Linked DNA regions of Mus musculus: regions 1 and 2 are each linked to region 3. Evidence: chromatin contacts called from public Hi-C data. All regions are on one chromosome and are shown on one strand. The core of a region is the stretch at or near the end of the contact, and the rest is flanking DNA. Distances in the headings are between cores, read along the strand shown. Region 1 has its middle 79 kb from the start of Mir7j. Region 2 has its middle 110 kb from the start of Gm32693. Region 3 has its middle 210 kb from the start of Gm32754.

What was found. Hi-C and Micro-C count contacts between places; a contact is called where the count stands out from the background.
Region 1: a Hi-C map of cerebellum shows a contact between it and region 3, with 4 times the contacts expected there. The contact joins two enhancer-like sites. A contact is called at or near these places in 2 of 484 Hi-C or Micro-C datasets (cerebellar granule neurons and cerebellum).
Region 2: a contact with region 3 is called in a Hi-C map of cerebellar granule neurons, with 4 times the contacts expected there. The contact joins two enhancer-like sites. A contact is called at or near these places in 2 of 484 Hi-C or Micro-C datasets (cerebellar granule neurons and cerebellum).

Annotation. Positions count from the first base shown.
Region 1 is chr3:139,946,620-139,951,344 of GRCm38.p6, forward strand. No RefSeq gene overlaps it. Among named protein-coding and RNA genes, the nearest start is that of Mir7j, 79 kb to the right of the region's middle. Within about 2 kb of position 2,637, at least 2 of the 459 cell types and tissues checked have an H3K27ac peak or open chromatin away from gene starts, as enhancers often do. A contact at or near this core is called in cerebellar granule neurons and cerebellum, where this site is marked.
Region 2 is chr3:139,884,847-139,889,064 of GRCm38.p6, forward strand. No RefSeq gene overlaps it. Among named protein-coding and RNA genes, the nearest start is that of Gm32693, 110 kb to the left of the region's middle. Within about 2 kb of position 1,710, at least 40 of the 459 cell types and tissues checked have an H3K27ac peak or open chromatin away from gene starts, as enhancers often do. A contact at or near this core is called in cerebellar granule neurons and cerebellum, where this site is marked.
Region 3 is chr3:140,700,751-140,704,944 of GRCm38.p6, forward strand. No RefSeq gene overlaps it. Among named protein-coding and RNA genes, the nearest start is that of Gm32754, 210 kb to the right of the region's middle. Within about 2 kb of position 1,586, at least 4 of the 459 cell types and tissues checked have an H3K27ac peak or open chromatin away from gene starts, as enhancers often do. A contact at or near this core is called in cerebellar granule neurons and cerebellum, where this site is marked.

The DNA of each region.
Region 1 (4,725 bases), core at 1,387-3,886, 750 kb before region 3:
TGTTTGCCTGGAAAATGTCATGATTTCATTTTCCTTTGCAGTTTATCTTACTCGCTGTTCTATTGCTGTGTAGAAATGGCCACGGCAACTCTTATAAAAGAAAGCGTTTAATTGGGTATTGCTTACAGTTTCAAAATTTTAGTCCACTATCATCATGGTGGAGAGCATGTCAGCACAGGAAGGGATGGAGCTGAGAAGCTGAGAGTTCTACACCCAGATACACATGCAGCTGAGAAAGAGGGAGGGAGGGAGGGAGGAAGAGAGGGAGAGAGAGAGAGAGAGAAAGAGAGAGAGAGAGAGAGAGAGAGAGAGAGAGAGAGAGAGAGAGAGAGAGAGAGAGAGAGAGAGATACTAGGTTTGGTTTGGGGTTCTGAAACCAAAAAGCCTATCCCCCAGTGACAAATTTCCTCCAACAAGGCCACACCCTAAGCATTCAAATACATGAGCCTCTGGGGTCCATTCTTTTTCAAATCACAACACAGCTTAATTATACTCTATTTTGTATATGTTCAACATTTTCATTATTTGTTCATCGATTTTTAAGACATTTTGGTTTCTTGCCAACTTAGCTGTTGTGAATAGAGTGGCGATGGACAAGACAACGAATATTTTCTTTGGGCATACGCTGCCAAGTGGGTTGCAATGGTTAATTTAATTTTAGCTTTTAATAATTCTCCACACTGATTTTTATAATGGCTGCACCATTTTGCAATATCACCAGTAATGAATGAGTGTTCTTGTTTCCCCATCTCGCCAGCATTTGTTGTCAATTGTTTTCCTCATCTTAGGCATACTGACGTGGGTCAGATGACATCTCAAAATAGTTACAAAGTGCATGTCCCTCGTTCCTAATGATGTTGACTTTTTTTATGGTATCCTTTAGGTATTTTCATTTCCTCATTTGGGACTTCTCTTTTCAAGTCCATTGCCTGCTCTTAATTAGTTCATTTGTTTTCTTGCTTCCTTGTGTTTTGTATATTTTAATATATTCTGGATATTAAAAGGCGTCCTCTTTAGTTGATTATTTCATTTGCTGTACATAAGCATTTTAGTGTTATGAAGTCCCACATGTTGATTGCTCTTAATTCCCGGGAAAATGGGCTCCTATTTAGAAAACCATCTAGATCTAGACCTTGTAGGACACTGGCTACGTTTTTATCTAACAGTTCATTAACTCAGTGTTTCTTGTTTCATATTGAGGTGATTGACCCACTTGGAGTAAACTTTTGAGCAAGATGATATATGATAGGTACAGATCTAAATTTGTTCTTCTACTTATAAAATATCCAATATTACCAAGAAAAGAAAGTGTGTGTGTGTGTGTGTGAGAGAGAGAGAGAGAGAGAGAGAGAGAGAGAGAGAGAGAGGGAGAGAGAGAGAGAGAGAGAGAGAGAGAGAGAGAGAGAGAGAGAGAGAGAGAGAGAGAGAGAGAGGAATTGACCTGGGTACTAGTTTCCACAGTACCATAGGCTGTTAAAACATAAATCTATCCTACCTGAGAGGATAATACTCTCTCAAGATCCTTAGACTTTCTAACAAAAACCCTAGTACTGGACCCAAGAAACCTCCTTTTGAGTTGTTGGTCAGGAAAGGGTGAAACCTACTATGAGTTCTTGTCATTTTCCTTGGTTGCTCCCAGAATTTGAAGGTAATTTTTATTGCTAAAAACACCACACACTTCAGACACAGGACTTTATGGGAACTGAGCTAAAGCTGACCTGGAAGGCTCCTGCTCGAGTACTAGCTTCTATCTGTCAGCAGGTGAAGGGAGCTGAGGAGGGAGGAAAGCAATCCACAGGCCCACCTAGCTGTGCCACCTCTGAAGCACAACAACGGGAAGCTACAATGACCTGGTACTATAAACCTATCCAACTTCCCAAGGCTGATAAGCCATAAACTTAGATGAAACCTAGTCCTCTCAGTTTCCCTAAACCAGTTTAATCTTGAAATTCATTATAAATATTCACAGATACTCACAGATAAGTTCAGCTCTCACACCTCACAGAGGAGCTAGCTTTAGAGCATCAGATAGAGATCATTACAGAAAGACATAAATAGTCAAAATGACTGTGGGATGCCCATCTTCCATTGTTCTAGTACAACCCCTGTATCCAAGGCTCATAAAACACCTTGGAAGTGAGGGGGTGGGTAAAAGCCAGAGGGCATTGCCAACTCCTTTGAATTTATGTTTTCTGTATATGACAGGGAAACTGAATTAAGAGAATATCAGCAATATGGGTGCCTAAACAAGACCTCAATTATTACAATACCAGATGGCATGTAAGCCTTTCCCTAGAAGAGAAACAATAGGCACTTAATGGCTAAGAAGAAAGAGAAAAAGGTTTCCCCAGTTATGAGCTTCTTGATTTTCCAATACCAAGTGCTTGGCATCTATACATATATAACTCTAAATGAAATAAGTAGGTTTTATTTCTATTTCTATTGTTCCATAAGTAACAACAATTTGAAGAAAAACAGAGGGTGAGGAGATAGAAGTTGGTGAGGCATGTAAATATGATCAGCATGCACTGTATAAAATTCTCAAGGAATGAATGCACATTTAAAATTAAAGGTCCATCTTTGTTTACTGCAGCTTGTATAGTTGCAGCCACCAGGTGTCAGTAAGACTTGAAAAACAATAGCACTTGCCAAGCGCTGTAGTTCTGGTCCCTGTCTAGCAGCCAATGAATATAGCTTTTGGTTCTATTTGCTTCCGTTCCAGTGAAGGAGATGCACTTTATTAAAGAGCCACTAAGCAAAGTCAGCAACTTTTTAACTGTTTATTCTCGCTCCCAGATATGCCAAGGCATCCCTTCCGCACACTTAGAGAGTATGGACTAGCTTTTAAATTTCAAGAACAAAGTACTGCAAGTTTCTTAGTGAATCACCACTTTGAGAAGGGAAAGGTCATTGTAGGTAGGTTTTGAGCAAAATAGGGCACCTTGCCTGCAAACTACCACACATAGTTGTTTACATGTAACTTACCACAGGAAGGCAATCCACAAAGAAAAAGTAGAGATGCTAATATCCTCTTCAGCTTCTAATTATTGCCAAAACCAATGCCAGGGGCACGGTTGAATTTAAATGAAATGAAGCTTTTTCTTATTAGCCATTGACTTGTTTTTATTAATCTCACTTCTTATAGTTCTTTACCCTCTTGGCAACTGCTATTTATAGAACTTAATTTTTTTTTTACCTTGTACCAGGCTACCTGAATATTTTTAGGCTATATTAATTACAATTATATAAACAATGACATAAATGTTGAAGTTAAATCTTATAGCATACTTGTGATTTTACAACCAAAAATGTTGCATTTCCTATTTCCTAGGCCTCCCAGAAGGGTTTTGTTTTCTAGTAAAATGCTTCTTTTAATGATGCTTCAGTCTTCAATTTTTTTCCCTGAGCTATATATTTCAACCAACAGCCTCTCCCTTCAAAGTCTGTGCGCTCGTATGACAATTCCAATGTAAAACAATCAATTCTACTTCATCTTTGAACCAAATCCAAAAGTGCAAGATCCCAGCTGTCCTCTTGTCTGCTGAAACCATACAACTGACCTAGTTTGCTTCAGCCCCCCCACCCCACACATTATTTTGGAGAGCATTGTGTTCTCAAGACTGTGAGGATCACACAAGTCTATCTTAGAAAACTTAAAAAAACACTAAGGCAAAGAAGCCCCAGCTCCTAGCATATTCCCCCACACGACTCGAGATTTGGTTTCGAGCTCTGCTTCTTTCACAGTGTTCATACTTTTTAAAAAGGAAGCAACCATTGCCACTGGTAATTTTGAATCAGAGAATTTCTATTTCTGAATAAATTGATTTCACGGTGCTTCTGCTCCAATGCTAATAAACAGCAAGCTACAGTGGCCAGATTGGATTATTTCTGGGGCTTGGCAAGGTGTATTCCCTTCCAGATCTTGCTTGTACATATCTCTTTTCCTCCTCCCAAACGTCACGATTCTAGAAAGCAGGAAACTGTTATCCCATAAAGAGTGCTTGGAGCCTGCAGTGGGATGGGGGTCAAAGGAGCTTTGAATGCTAATAGTAGATATAAAGCTTAGTGTTAATAGAGAATGATATATTTTCTTCTACCACAAAAGTGCCTGTGTCTGTCTTAGTGTGTTTGGGAGAGGTGAACGGAACTGATGAATGACGGAGATGTGCTGTCATGATCCTTCCTGTGCAACTGTTCATTTGCTTCAAGTGACTATTCTTTTGCCTTTTGCTACACTTCTTAAAACACTTATCATCTGCAATGCTGTTAACCTTCCAGATCACCATCTCTTATCTGAACTGTTGGGCTGGGATTGTGTGGTACAGTATGCCAGATATTCCTAAGTTTCTGACATTTCCCTCAAAATGCCTTTCTCATTATTGCTATGGATCTTTCCATTTAGACTCAGGAGTACTTTACCATCAGTAGCTTATCAGTTCAAGTCAATGAAATCCACAGCCAGTATCTAGCACAGTGCCCGGGACAGTAGTCACGAAAAAACCTGTAGAGTGCTAACAAATCAAATTCTCAGAGCTAGCAGGTAATTAGGAAGTAGAATGAAACAAATTATTTATTTTTTATAATAAAACTTATTTTGTTAAAACACTGTCAACATAGTTTGGATATCTGACTGAGTTTAAGCAGACATGGAAAACGGATCTGGGTAGCAGAGGACACGCATATAATTAATGAAAAATAGTGATAGAATTATAAAAAGAGAATATT
Region 2 (4,218 bases), core at 460-2,959, 820 kb before region 3:
CGATGATCTCCAGACCCACAGGAGGTCATGGATTCCCATATCATGCCTTATGTGGAGGTCTTTTATGTCTGAGACCATTAAGGGTAGATAGAGCTGGCCACTCTCTACCTACCTGACTGTTACTGATAAGTTTCCTCTGAGTCTCCTCTATGGCATTTTGCTCTTCCTTAAATGTACGGAGGTATACTTCTCTCAACTGAGACTTAGGCATGCTTTTCTCTTTTCCGCGTCTGGAATCCTCTTCACAGCATTTTCTACCCCCAATCGGCTTCAAATAACTAAATGCCAACTCAAAACAAACAACAAACAAAAATAAAGCAAAACACCAGCAACCCCCCCCCCCAAAACAAAACAAAAAATCCCAAACTTAAAACAAAACAAATAACAACAAAACCTTGCCATGCAATTCCATCTAAAATGTTATTGATCCTTCTCCATCTCCTGTCTATTTCCCATCATCTTATCCTTCTTTATTGCAAATACCTCAAACGAGAACTATGGTTTTTATTTGTTAACCAATTTTTCTGCAGTTTTATCATATTTGGTTTGTTCCTTGTTATATCCCTGAGACTGGGAATGGCATTCCATGCACGGCAACATGGAATACTTACAGAGCAGATGCAGAAATGAATGGATAGAATCCTTTCCTTAGGGAAGCAATGTCACAATCAAGGTTTCAAACCCAGCAATATCATCACTAAACACACAGGTTTAACCTCTCTCTATAGTAGCTGGATGTGCCTGGTACCTCATAGGAGAAACTCTAGTTCCTATAAGAAAGCATTAGGGGAATTAATTAGAACTTTCATGCTAGCTGTGATTTCATAGGAAAACTATTCTGTGTGGGAAGATATGATGAAAATTGAGGATGGGTAAGAATGTTGCTTTTTTTATTAATCTGAAACATACATACATGGTTAATTCTTATATTAAGATTACAATATAAAATACAATAGTACAATATTCTATATATTAAATCATTCACAAAGCTGTATTACAATGATAATTGTTTTCCACATAAAAAGAGACACGTTCTATTCTAGATAAACAAAGACTGTGCACCAGAGTGGATTATTTACCTTGCAGTCCTTTGTGTAGGTGTGATAAATGTAAAAAGCTGCTTCTTTTGGCTCTCGTAGACATAGTGACTCTCTGGAGAAGCCACTTGCATACTGTGGAAATTTGGGTCTGGATATGCTAACAAGGTGATGTAATTGGCCTTCTGTCTTATGTTGCATAATTGCCATCCTTATATCAACACTTGCTAACCACGAGAGAGTCTTTCCGAAACTCAGAAATAAGTGGGCCCTTCGCACTTCCTTTTTTTCCTCCCGTTTGAATCCATTGTAAAATGTTGTGGCTAGATACTCTAAGCAAGCCTTTTCCACGCATAATAAACGTGAAAAGCAAAGAGGGGCCTCCAGAATTGCTCAATGTTTATTCAAATCAGAGGTTTTTTTAAAGGATGCATTTCATGTGGAATAAAAGGGAAAGTTTAAAAGCTCAGTCATGGCAATTACAGGGAACATGTTTTCTGTCTCTTCTCATAGCAACACATGCATCTTACCCTCCATGGCTGCCAGCCGACTTGTCAGAGCAATTACTTTAAAACAATTGTTTCATTTGGAATAGATGCCACAGCCCAAGTGATTGTGCCTTGTCAGTGACGCATTCAATTAAAACAGTCTGAATAGGAGTTCTGGAGGGCCTACTGTGCCTTGTCCAATCTTATCAGTCAACAAAGAACAAGCTCAGAGACTCAGGACCGGCTGCTTCCACTGTCAGGTGGCTGGAACATGTTGCACCTTCCCAGGGTTCCTCGGAGGCTCTCTTTCCTGTACCTTTTACAGCCAATGGCAGGCGCCATCTCAGCAGCGTCTGCATCCACAGTGCCAAGAAAGCTTATGGCAGTAAATAAGATGGCAGCTGTGTCATTCCTGACAGCTGGCTATAGCTCAGGGAGGCAGGCTGAGCCGGACTGTGAGCAGTTGGAGTGGCAGTGAGCTATGACCACCATTACTTGTTGGCAGATGACAGTTTCCACACTAGTAGTTACACCACAATGGGACCAATGTGTCCGCATCGTCACTTAGTCAGACAGAATTTTAAACAAACTCCTGACGCCTAGCAGTTCCTCACCTTCTCAATGCCAGGGAAGCCAAACACTCTTATTATTAAAAAAAAAAAAGACTACCCTCAACTTTGTAACCTTGGAATGGAAATTTATTGAGTAAAAGCAGGAGAGAATTGGCTCTTTCCTTGTAAGAGCAGGAATCAAGGAGAGCAAAACTGATTTTTAAAAAGTTCCCATGTGTTTGCCATCATTTAAAGAAAGAGACTGTTGATTCATTACTATATCTGTGAAATCTCATGTGTTTTCTTCTCATAGGCAAATTCTCATACCTCCACAATTTAATTAATTGTCTTTTCTACACTTGGAACATCTGATGCTCAAAGTACTTATTATCGGAGGAGACGTTGTTTGAAAGGTTCCTTACCAAAACAGGAAAACTGGAAGGAAGCCACAATATTACATAGAGCATATCAGTGTGAGTTGAGAGCCAGGTGGAACCAGATTGCTCTGGTCTTGTCTAGTCAGTGCAGGGGGAAACAAAAGATTCTCGCCACATGGTAAGGGTCAGCCAAGGTGGGCACATGGGCTGCAAGTCTGGAAATCTGTCACAGATTTGAAGCTAAGAGTCATCACAGCAGATGTAGCAGTAGGTTGAGCCACAGCTGAATTTCATCACAAAGACAACTCATCAACATGACGTCAGCTCAAATCGATGCTGCTACTTTCACACACAATTGTAAAAGAGATTTGGGCTTCAGCTTGTCTATAACCAATTCTTCTGATTTCCAATTCCTTGAAATACCCATTAGCCTAATAAATAATCATATTACTAATAAAAATGTATTGTAGATAAATCACTATTTATACAGTATGATGCCACACTTAAGAATTTTTTAGATAAAGTTTTTCAGTTTTTAAAATTAATTTTATAACAGTTAAAACAGTTCATCTTAGCTAGGTGAGATACTTTAGAACCCCCAAAAGTAGGTAAAACAAGCATTGTAAAAGTTTGTCAAAATCCCTCAAGCTAACACTACCCAAGCATAGATGGAAACTATACTTGAGCAAGGAGCATTTTCAATGTCATTAAGCAGATTGATAAGTATTGCCAACTGATTTTTAAGTTAATTAGCCTTGTGTAACTTGACAGTCTCTTCCTAAAAGTGCCTTTCTGTTCTAAAATTCTGAGATTTCTGTGATGCATAGCAAAGCCCCTGCCTAAGATTGCATTTACTAAGAGAAGTGAGTTCTCCTTGGTACTATTGTGAAACAAGGCCAAGATTTCCATTGAAAAGCATTGGTAATAAAAGCAAATGACTCTGTATGGCAGGTCAAGCACAATACCTTGGCACCTCATAGCTGTTTCTTCAACATTTATGAATATGCTATAAGCCAGGTGATGTAATCCTCACACTTATCCTATAGGTTACGCCTAAAGCAGCTGGCCACAGGGCTGGGAACTAAAGAGAAGAAAAGTTAAGTAAGTGCCTGATTAAGTGGGAGAGGTGGATTTTGAACCCATGTTGTCTGGGCCAGTGCTTTACTGCCCCAGAAGATTAACTCTGTTGATAAATCATTATCACTGTCACTCTAAATAAAATTTAAAGCCAATCACAACTCAAAGGCAGGTTGTTATGGTGTAGATGGTACACTTTGCATAGTAAAAATGGAAATCTAAAGGCTATGCTTTTTCACTGGTAGTACCAATAGGAGGTGTATCAGGAGTCAATACTTAGGAATGGGTCTGGCTTTCTTTAAGGACCTGTGGGTTATTAACTGGGATAAAAGAAACTGTAGTCAAAAAGAGGAAGTGATGAGCAAAGGGTCCAGATAAAGCCTATTGACAGAGCAGCAGCTGCAAGCCTCTAAGAGTCTCGTGTTCTAAGTTTGCTTTCTATCACTGTTATACATACAGACCATGACCAAAAGCAATCTGGGGAGGAATAAGGACTATTTGACCTATACTTAATTGCCACAATCTATCATTGAGGAAAGTCAAGGTAGAGAGACTCAAGCAGGGACCTAGAAGCAGGAACTGAAGCAAAAAAAGCTGCTTTGCTGTATTGCTTTCCATGGCTTACTCTACCTGCCTGATCACACAGTGCAGGTCCCAGTCAAGAGACCACTTGGCTCACATAAGTTTG
Region 3 (4,194 bases), core at 336-2,835:
CTCAGTGGTTAAAACTGCTCTTCCAGAGGTCCTGAGTTCAATTCCCAGCAACCACATGGTGGCTCACAACTATCTGTAGTGGGATCTGATGCCCTCTTCTGGTGTGTCTGAAGAGAGCAATAGTGTAGTCATACACATAACATAAAAAAAAATCTTTATTAAAAAATTCTTATGACACAGTGCTTTTGAGAATCACACACTCTCCTTGAATATATAAAAAACAACAACAACAACAACAACAACAACAAAAACCCATTCTCCAATCCCTTACATTGCTTTCTCTCTAATTTCTTTTTCAGAGTCACAAGAACCTCATAAAACTAAAAGGGGGACTCAGCCTACCCTCTGCATATCTCTAAGGCCTCCCCTCTCCATACTTAAAGCATTGGCAATTAGTGCTACTTATGCTTATAGAAACAGCTTCCTATCTTTCTTGGCAAAACAGGAATAAAGACTAGGGAAAGCAGTGTCCTTTAAATTAGGGAAAGCAGTGTCCTTTAAATTAACACACAGACAGTGCCCTACTGAAAGGTTCAAACTTTTGCAATGTTTTCCCTTAGGGATTGTGATATATCTGCAACTATTATCACAGAGGCAAAACAAACATGTTGTAGGAGGTAAATCAGGCTGATCATTCATATCATTCTTTGTCTTCCTCTGTTGTTCTCTGTATTACACAGAGCTCACTCACATAGATCATACTCATCTAGCAGACATGGAACTGAAAACACAGTACTGACAGGAAATGGGTCTATGAGAGGAGGCAAAAGCCCTAAGATGTTCTGCCTCCCAGCTTCCGGTGCAATCTCATATGGACCTGTGGATGCTCTTCTTGCCCCATGTTGCTTGACCAGCCCACCCTCTCTGCTACTAGCTTGTAATAAGTTTCCTGTGTGTTTATTATATATTTATTATGTATACATGTATGTGTATATGCACATCTTATTATGTATATGTATATTTTGTGTTTCTCCCTAAAAAAATTTTTAATTATTTTTTAATTTTAGGGCTATGATTGATCTTGATTTAATTTAATATTTTTTGAGGCAGATTATAAATTATTTCCCATATAGATTTCTATGAAAAATCCAGTAAATTTGGTTAAATTCTTCCAGTTTTCGTTTGAGAGAAAGACCAAATGTAAAATTCTACCTTTCTCTTCTGAGCATACACTTCGATATATTTTGTTAAACTAGACAGTTTGAAATGACAAGAAAGTAAGAAGCCCCTGAATTTCTGTGGATAGTGTCATCTTCCACTATTTATCTTGCTAATATGTAGAAAACTTGCTACATTCTACTTATTACTTGTATTCGGCATGTGGAAACACAATACTGTGATAAAGAAATAGGATAAGGTTCATGTACACTAAAGAATGGCATGAGACGATGAATATGATGCAGAGGTAGCATGGTGAAGGTACCCTTGCAATCAGAAAGCAACTAATCTTAATAGATTTTACTTATTGGTGTTAAGCAAAATACAATCTGCCAGATTAACAGCTCCATTCTGCATACCAATAGATGTGTTGGTTTACTCAAGCAATGTAAATGTGCATTACAGAAACTTCACTTCCTATCAACATCTCACTAAGCCATTCTCCAAGCCCATCTGTTCCCTGCAGTGAGCCTGCTGATGAGGAGGATTCATGAGCATAACCCACACTTCTTCATCCAAATCAGTGATGATCCCACTGCGAGTGTGGTCTTGCCTTCGGTTGCCTATTTTTGTAGGGAACGTTAATTCTGGTGATCTCTGCTTCCTCTTTTTTTTTTTTCTAGTTGTAACTCTCTCTTCAACAGGTTTGATAAGCAATGAATGGACTCCACCAGCCGCCAAATGAATCTGTTACAACTGTGCTTCCCGTAAATCGAGATATTATCTATGTGTAGGTGAAAAGCTGCATTGATTTACTTAGCTAGTCTTAGCTAAGATTACATTTAGTGTGATTCCTATCTGTTTTTACTCTGACCCACAGTATCCTTTGTTCTTCCTGGAATTTGTATTAACTGAGACACAAATGTCTCATATATCTGAAAAAAAATTATTATTTCGTTGTTTCCCTTGCACAGTTACTCTAATAAATGGAAATCATTCATTTGAGAAAATATAGAAATTAGCAATGTAATTTTATGTGTTAACAAGGAGTTTTCTCAAGGGAATTTGGCTTCTTTATTGAAGGCATTCTGAGTATTTAAACTGCGTAAGATTGGGGCCTTCAGCAGAAAGGACAGCGTTTTTGGAGAAGTGGCTGAGAGGATTTTACATGCAGATTCGTCCACAACATGAAGCAAGAGATACATTGAGCCAGACGTGGGCTTTTGAAGTATTAAAGGTTGCTCCTAGTGACACACCTCCAGCAAGGCCACACCTCTTAATTCTTTCCAATCAGGACCAAGCATGCAAATTTGTGAGTTTATAGGGGGCAGTCTCATTCAAAAACCACAGTTCCCTCCGTGCTCCTCATAGGTTTATAACTATATTATAATGTAAAATATGCTCATGCATTCAGTCCAACTTCAAATGTCTTTCAGTCTTAAAACTGTTTAAAAGTACAAGGTCTCTTCTGAGACTGAGGCGACCTCAAACTGTAACTCTATATGAAAAATAAAAGCAAAAAAGCAGACGATATACTTCCAATATAAAACGGCACAGAATATTCATTGCCGTCTCAAAAGGAAGGAAAAGGAGCAGAATGAAAACATACTGGACCAAAAGCAAGACGGGAAACCAGCAGGACAGAGTCCAAACTCTGCATCTCCATCTCAGGTGTCTAAGTAGTCCTCAGATCTCCAGCTCCTTCAGCTTTGTTGCAGGCAATATACTTTTGTCTCTTGGGGTATTTCCATTTCTGTTAACAGCTCTCGTCAGCAGACATCCCGAGACTCTGACATCTCTAATATCATCAATGCAATCTAGGCTTCACTTTCAAATTTCAAACAATAGTCTCTCTGAGCCTCAGTGCAGGAGCTGCCTGGCCTCAGGCGCCTGTCACAGAAATGTCCCAGTCCTGGTACCAACTAGTCTTAGTTTGCTGTTCCATTGCTATGAAGAGACACCAGGATTAAAGCAACACTCATAAAAGAAAGTGTTTAACTAAGAGCTTGCTTACATCTTCAGAGCGTTAATCAATATCATCATGGTGGGGAGCTTGGCACCAGGCAAGCAGGCAGATAACACATTGCTGAAGAAATAACTACATATCATGCCCATGCAGCAGACACACACACACACACACACACACACACACAGAGAGAGAGAGAGAGAGAGAGAGAGAGAGAGAGAGAGAGAGAGAAGAGAAGAGAAGAGAAGAGAAGAGAAGAGAAGAGAAGAGAAGAGAAGAGAAGAGAAGAGAAGAGAAGAGAAGAGAACCATTGGGCCTTTCTTAGAGCCCACTCACAGACACATACCTCCCCAAACAAGGGCTACACCTCCTATTCCTTTCCAAACAGTTCTTCAGCAGAAAACTCAGCATGCAAACCCCTGAGCCTATGGGGTCATTCTGATTCAAATCACCAGTGTCTCTCTTTAACTACTTCTGTTACCAACATGTGTCTCACTATGCTTCTCAGCTATCAAGTCAATGAAAATACAGAAGAAAGGGTTTAGGCAGACAGCTAGAGTTAAAAAATGCATATAATATCATAGACATATCCAAATTGGGAAATTCTTCAAACCAAATAATCCAAGTTGATGAAAAGTCAATCACAAAAGGTATGAGAGATCCTGAGAGAAAGCTCAGCAGTAAGCACACCAGTTGCTCTTGCAGAGGATCAGAGTTCGGTTCCTAGTCCCAACAGAGTGATTCAAAACAATATGTGACAATGAGTTCACTAGGCACACATGTGGTGCTGTGGTGCAATACACACACACACACACACACACACACACACACACACACACACACACACACACATATATATATGAAACCTTCATACACATAAAAGAGAATAAATGCCTAAATATAATAAAAGTATAAGAATTGTTAGTAGACTACAAATCATAAAATCCAATAAGCTACTTTCAAAGGACAATGCAGCAATCCTCTTGGGTATACACTTGGATGAGAAGTAGCTTGTCTGACAATAAATTACTGTTCTAGACTTTATCAATTACAGAATTATTTTTGTCTTCATGGCCTTTGTAATAGGAAGCAGTTTTGACTCATGTGAACCATTCATAATAAGTAGCATT